Linked DNA regions of Zea mays: region 1 is linked to region 2. The links are chromatin contacts, called in public Hi-C maps. All regions are on one chromosome and are shown on one strand. Each heading gives the region's core, a stretch centred on a gene start, on an enhancer-like site or on the middle of the called end of the contact. The rest is flanking DNA. Distances are from core to core; before and after follow the strand shown.

The links. Hi-C and Micro-C count contacts between places; a contact is called where the count stands out from the background.
Region 1: a Hi-C map of endosperm shows a contact between it and region 2, with 2.6 times the contacts expected there. The contact joins the promoter of LOC100279410 here to the promoter of LOC541648 in region 2. A contact is called at or near these places in 6 of 25 Hi-C or Micro-C datasets (ear, endosperm, leaf and 1 more).

Annotation. Positions count from the first base shown.
Region 1 is chr4:180,975,281-180,978,338 of Zm-B73-REFERENCE-NAM-5.0, reverse strand. It overlaps LOC100279410, which reads right to left and starts at 1,567. Exons shown (of 2, transcript NM_001152422.1): 1 at 1-1,567. The coding sequence starts at 1,457.
Region 2 is chr4:180,812,954-180,816,428 of Zm-B73-REFERENCE-NAM-5.0, reverse strand. LOC541648 (lysine-ketoglutarate reductase/saccharopine dehydrogenase 1) reads left to right here and starts at 1,615. Exons shown (of 25, transcript NM_001111403.1): 1 at 1,615-1,635; 2 at 1,738-2,001; 3 at 2,106-2,192; 4 at 2,285-2,414; 5 at 2,668-2,841; 6 at 3,462-3,475. The coding sequence starts at 1,615.

The DNA of each region.
Region 1 (3,058 bases), core at 318-2,817, 160 kb before region 2:
GTCCTCCTATATAGCACCTCATCATCAGTATCCTCGTCATCATCTGACACTAGCTGGCTGCCTGGCATCTGAAGCTTCCCACCCATCGTAAACGAAGGACCTGGTGCATCCCCTTCTATAAAATCCCCTTGCATCCTGTCCTCAAACCTCATATCACTGCAGTTCAAGAACCAATCCAAGCTACACTTAATCCCCCGACTTGTAACTCTCATATACCTAGGCTTGATTCTTGACTCCAAGCTGTAAGTAAAATATTCTGGGTATTCTAACAATTCACTCATTGGTCTCTTCATCTCACTCTTGAAGAAGTACAAACTGTTCTTCATGAGCTCGATCCGCAGCAGTAGAATCTGAGGACAGCGGACCACCATCCGAGCAACATCCTCATTGGAGATCCCTCGTCCACGGAGGAACTCCACAGGCTTCAAGATCACATTCTGATTTAAGCTTACAAGCTGTGGCAACTTCTCAATCACACGTGCGAACCCATCTGGGTCGATCTGGAGCTTCAAGGTGAAGAAGTACTGTTGTGCCGCTAGCTTCGCTTTCAGTGGCAGCCCGAGTATAGATGGGTACTGTGCAATCACCAACGGCAGGGCCTCCTTCTGAATGCCAAAGCTGAGCAATGCCTCCACGTTTGGTTTGACCGTTTCCTCAAGATCATAGCCGAGAATGTAAGGTCGCTTCTCTAGGATCCTCGCCAGGATCCGCATGGGCAGCCCGAGGGAGGTGATGTAGTCGCAGAACGGCTTGATGGTAGTGCCAACCCTCATGCCAAGGAAGAAAGGGAAGTGCGTTACCATGGGACCGATGTCTCGTGGCGCCACGCCGACGATGCCGACAAGGTAGGCGACGGAGGTGCTGATTGTGCCGTCGGGCTTGAGTCCCAGGACGTCGGGGTACCGCTCGAGGACGCGGGGGAGGTCCTGGCGGTCGACGTCCAGGCCACGGAGCGCCTTGACCATGGGAGCGAGGTCGACGGCGACAGAGGCGTGGAGGCAGGCCGGGTAGGCGCGGACAAAGGCGGCCAGGCGGGCGCGCGTGACGCCGAGCTTCTCGAGGTAGGAGAGGACGGGGATGACGTTCTTCCTGAGGGAGCAGGCCAGTAATAGCGGGTAGTTGGAGAGGTCGTCGGTGGAGAGGCCGAGGCGGAGGAGGAAGTCGAGGCGCTCCTGGAGCACCTCGAGGGACGAGGGGAGCTCGACCGCCTCGAGCTCCCCGGCGGGGTCGGAGACGCCCGCGGAGCGGAGGAAGTCGAGCGCCAACACGCGCGAGACGAGACGCTCCTTGCGCCCCTGTATTACGCCCCATGTCACCGACGGCATGTCGTACTCCGGCGGCGCGGATGAGGAGGAGAAGGCGGCCGACCTCAAGGAAGAGAGCCAGGCGAGGAGGGGGCCCTCCCGCCTGGCCCCCGCCTGGCCAAGGCTCCGGAGCGCGCGGGCGAGGGCGAGCATGGCTGATGGACGCGGCGCGCCCGGAGCAGCACAGGCGGCGGCGGCGGCGAGGCGGAGGCTGGATTGAGCGGCGTGGGGTTCTGCCGGCGGCGGCTGGTCTTTGGGCCGTGACGAAGTGGCGCGCGTCTGGCCGCTAGGTGGCGTCCGCCTGGGCTGACCAGGGATTTAGTGGGCTGTGGGCTGGAAAGCGCACGGTTTTCCTTCTCCCGCGTGTTGAGCTGGGCCCCCGTCTCACTGGCGTCGGCGGACCGATCTGGTGGACTGCTTTGCAGCTCTGGAGATAGAGTAATTCCAAACACCCCCCAGTCCAACAGCCGCCCAACCTCTCTATATGGGACTAGTAAGGTCTTGTTATTCACTTCAATTCATATGTATTGAAGTGAATTATAGTGTAATCTATATCTTTATCTCTTTTCTACTATATTAAAACACCAGCTTTAACATCGTCCTGCATTATTTTTTACAAATATCTCTCTAAAATTCTACGAATCAACACGCTGTCCTACATACTTCTCTGTCCCACCTCCCTATGGGCCCATACATCTTCGTCCCCAACCTCCATCCCCACACCGCCTCCCTGCGCCCTCCCTCCCCACGCCGCCTCCACCACGCCTCCGCTCGTCCAAATCTCCTCGCAACCTCCCTCCCCACTTCCCTGCTCTGCCCGTCACCTCCCCGCGACCTCCCTCCCAACGCCGCCTTCACCACACCTCCATTACCGCGGAGCTTGCAACTGGCCCTAGCGCCCCGAAAGTCTCGCAACCCCTCCACTCGCCATGAACTCACCCATAACCGCGGGCGTTCCAACCATGGCCGCCATCCTCGCTCGCGGGAGCTCCAACCGTGGTCTCCCGAAATCCACGCTATGCTCCGTTCTTGCCGCGTCTGCTCCAACTGTGTCCGTCAGTGCATGTCGCAACCACCATCCTCGCCCGCTTGCTGTCTACGCATTTTGCGCTCAACCAACAGCCTTATCGCGCCCTCCACCCTCGTCAGCCCGCGTTCGATGCATTCGCCAACCTTATCGCGCCCGCGATCCTCGCTCGCATGTGTTCCCAACCGCTGTCCTGTCAGCCTTATGCACCTCGACCCACGGTAGCCACGAGCTAGAGCAGTAGCACTTCCAACATTCTATTCTTGAGACCTGGTGCCTCACAACATATACCGTCTTGAGCCCCTCCGCCTCACAGCATATCGTCTGGTGAGTCTCCAACTAACCTAAACGTGATTGTGACACTATCTATTTTGACATGAAATTGGTTCTAGCACCTTGCTAATTGTGGTTGTATATCGATCTAGTGAAGCTAGCTGTAAATAGATATTTTTTTGTTTATTGCTATCTAGATATTTTTGTTTTTCTCCTCTGTTTTTTCTTGCTTCAGTTTTTGGAAGGAGCGTCATTTTTTACTACAATTGTCTGTGGCTTGATGCTATTCTCAATTACTTCTTTGACAGAAAAGTTATAGTAAGTGGTGAATTTAACACATGATGCTATCTGAAAGGGAAATAGGGCTAACCATTTCCTATAATTAATTTTGGTGGTTGACGACCAACACAAACACATGGACTAACTAGTTTATCTAGAATTCATCTATTACAAG
Region 2 (3,475 bases), core at 366-2,865:
AAATGGAGTGCAATGCGTCGTCGTGCCACGTCGCCACGGCCGTACTCGATTTCGTCCCCTCGCCCACGCCCCACGCGGTCCTTGGCTCCTTGCCTCCGGCTCCGGCAGTCCGGCTCAGAGTGCAGTTCCCTCTTTGGCTCTTCTTCCCATCCCCATCGTGTCGTGTCGTGCCGTGCGCTTCCGAGACAGCTCACTCCACCAGCAGGGCCGTCACCACCACGTCGGCGTCGCCATCCATCGTCCTCGTCGGAGCCCAGGCCAGCTGAGAGCTGACTCCTCTCCCCGAAAGGCTGGAACCGTCCAAAAAGGAAGGGTGCGGATAGCGTGTCCAAATCGAAATCGAGCAGAGTTCCTGGGCGACTGGGCGCCTCTCTATTTTAAGCTGACCTCCCTCCAGATAAACTCCGCCAGCGCAGAGGCCTCGTCCGTCTCCGTTTCCGTCTCCCTCCCCGCGCCACCTCACTCGTTCGCCGCCTCCGCCGGCGCCCGTGCGCCATCTCCACTCCAGCGCGCTCTACGCCGATCGAGCTGCCAGGTACGGCACCGCGCCACCTCCTGCTTCCTCTCCGACCGGCGTCCCGAATATGGCCGGCATCGCCAGTTAATCTACCTAGCTTGCTTTGGAGTATCGCGTCGCACGGGCACGGGGCCGACGGGTGTACGCGGCCTCCCTGCGCGGGGGATCGATTCGTGGCGGGTTTTCCCGGGGGTTCGGGTTAATTAATTTGCGGGTCCAACGGCGAAGTCCGTCGATCAGTGCGGTTAATTTGGGGACGCCGGGGGCCGGGGGCCGGGCGCGGTCCGTCGGTGGGGCGTTGGGCTGGAAGCGGTGGGCGTTAGGGGCCGTCGGCGACGCCACCGTTGACCGTACACGTGCATTTGCTCCAGAGGATAGGGAGGGACGTGACAAAGCCTGTGCGGCTGTGCTGATGCCTGATGATACAGGCTCTTGTCCGGACGAACTTATGCGTGGCCGAGATAGCGGCAGGCAGACCGTGACGAGGTGGAGACTAGGGACGGAACGGACAGTGTGAGCGTGATGCATCCGTGACTTAGCTTGCCTACGTGGTTCAGCTTCTGGCTACTACTGAGAGTGATCGTTGCGCCGTTCAAGCCGTGCGAAGACCAGTTCATAGTACAGGAGAAAAGGAAGCGGACATGTTCTTCAATCATCTTACACTAGTAGTGAAGTCACATGCTACACTACTATCGTCTCTTTGTCGGGTAGTAATCTTGATTTGGAACCTTCCGTTGCTTTGGAGTTTGGACTGGTTCATTCAGTGGCTGACACTGGGATGGTGTACTCTGTCCGACAGCTACCTTTCCGACAGCTACCTGGTTGGACTACTAGCTTTCTCTTTTGTTTCTTTGCCCGCCAGCGCCTGGCGACTATATTCAGATTCAGTAAAATGGGCGAATTTCAACTAGTAATTTGTTATCGTAGCTCGTAGCACCAGATTGCCATGCCGTCTTTGAACTGTATTCCGTCCCCTGACAACATCTCACTGTATTAATTTTGACACTTTCTAACGGCCTGACTGTGTAAACTCACTTCATTTTCAGGAGGTTGTGGATTTCATGTCCGTGATCTAGGCGCCTTACTTGGACTCAGGTATGGGTTCTGCTGCTACTGAGGTGTGTAATCTGACCCCTTTTGTTGTTGCAAACCGTGCGGTGTTTGATAACCTTGTTCTTTAATGTGACGGTTAATTATGTTGATTCAATTTCCACTCGCAGGGCAATGACACCTTGCTGGGCAATGGAGTTGTTGGGATTCTTGCTGAGACTTGTAATATGTGGGAAAGAAGGGCGCCGTTAACTCCTTCCCATTGTGCCCGCCTTCTGCTAGGAGGAGGCAAGAACGGACCTCGAGTAAACCGGATTATTGTGCAGCCAAGCACAAGGAGGATCCATCATGACGCTCAGTATGAGGATGCAGGATGCGAGATTTCAGAAGACCTGTCAGAATGCGGCCTTATCATAGGCATCAAACAACCCAAGGTCATATTTCTCATTAAGTTAGATACTCTATTGGACAGTGCTCTATACCAATATCAGATATCACCATGGTTCTGAAACGCTTGGAGGTGTCTTCACTTGGGCAGCTGCAGATGATTCTTTCAGATAGAGCGTACGCTTTCTTTTCACACACACACAAAGCCCAAAAAGAGAATATGCCACTGTTAGACAAGGTATTAAACATAAGCTCGTACCTTCATCATTTCAGTCGTCAACTGCCATTGTCATTCATGTAGGATATTAAATCATTGACTAATGTCCTCAGATCCTTGAAGAAAGGGTGTCCTTGTTTGATTATGAGCTAATTGTTGGAGATGATGGGAAAAGATCACTAGCATTTGGGAAATTTGCTGGTAGAGCTGGACTGATAGATTTCTTACATGGTCTCGGACAGCGTAAGTATGATGACCAACACTAATAAATAACTCGTGCAGTGACTTGATAATATTATGCCTTTGGTACTTGGATTTTCCATCTGAGTTTGTTGCAGGAACTAGTTAATTTGCTCACTGCAACTTATGATTAATTGTTTACAATGATTTAAAATGAATTCAACTGCTGATTCATAGTACAACCTATGACTTGTGATGTGCCTGTTTGGTGTTGTATGTCACTCAAGCAGCTTAAGGTTTTCCCTGACAATTTCAGGATATTTGAGCCTTGGATACTCGACTCCATTTCTCTCTCTGGGACAATCTCATATGTATCCTTCGCTCGCTGCAGCCAAGGCTGCAGTCATTGTCGTTGCAGAAGAGATAGCAACATTTGGACTTCCATCCGGAATTTGTCCGATAGTGTTTGTGTTCACTGGAGTTGGAAACGGTAATTGTGCTGTCAACATATTTCCATTTGATTTTTATAATAGGAAACCCCTTATATGGCTACTGTCCTACCATGTGTTTTTGACATATGATGCATCTATTTGGGGCATTGCGCTCTTTGCCCCTTTAGCAGTTGAGTGCTTTAACACTGGGTCATCTCATAATCTTGATGAGTTAATGGTTCCAGTGCATAAAATATTTCTTCTACTGCGCATGTGATGTTATGATCACTGTTTTCTATATCTATTTTTGGGCCATTGTACAAATACTATGTCGTTTACAGAATTTTTCTGGTGTATGTGCCTGTCATTTTAGTGCAAGCTTAAAGAAAATACATCTTACTCTTTCCTTTCAAAGGTCAAAATGACATTACCTTATTGACATCTCCTTGAATTAGTGTGGTTAAATATGATTTGTGAAACTAAATATCTTAAGCCTGCTGGCACTAGGGCGATATTGATAGCATTACATTGACCAAAAAGTTATATAGATATACATGCTTTCTAAAGAAAATAAAAAACTAGACCGTAGGGTACTATGTCTCAATTTTTGCTACCTTAGTGATGTTGTTTTATCTAAAAAATCTTACACTTGGCGGCATATATAACTTCAACGTGACAGTCTCTCAGGGTGCG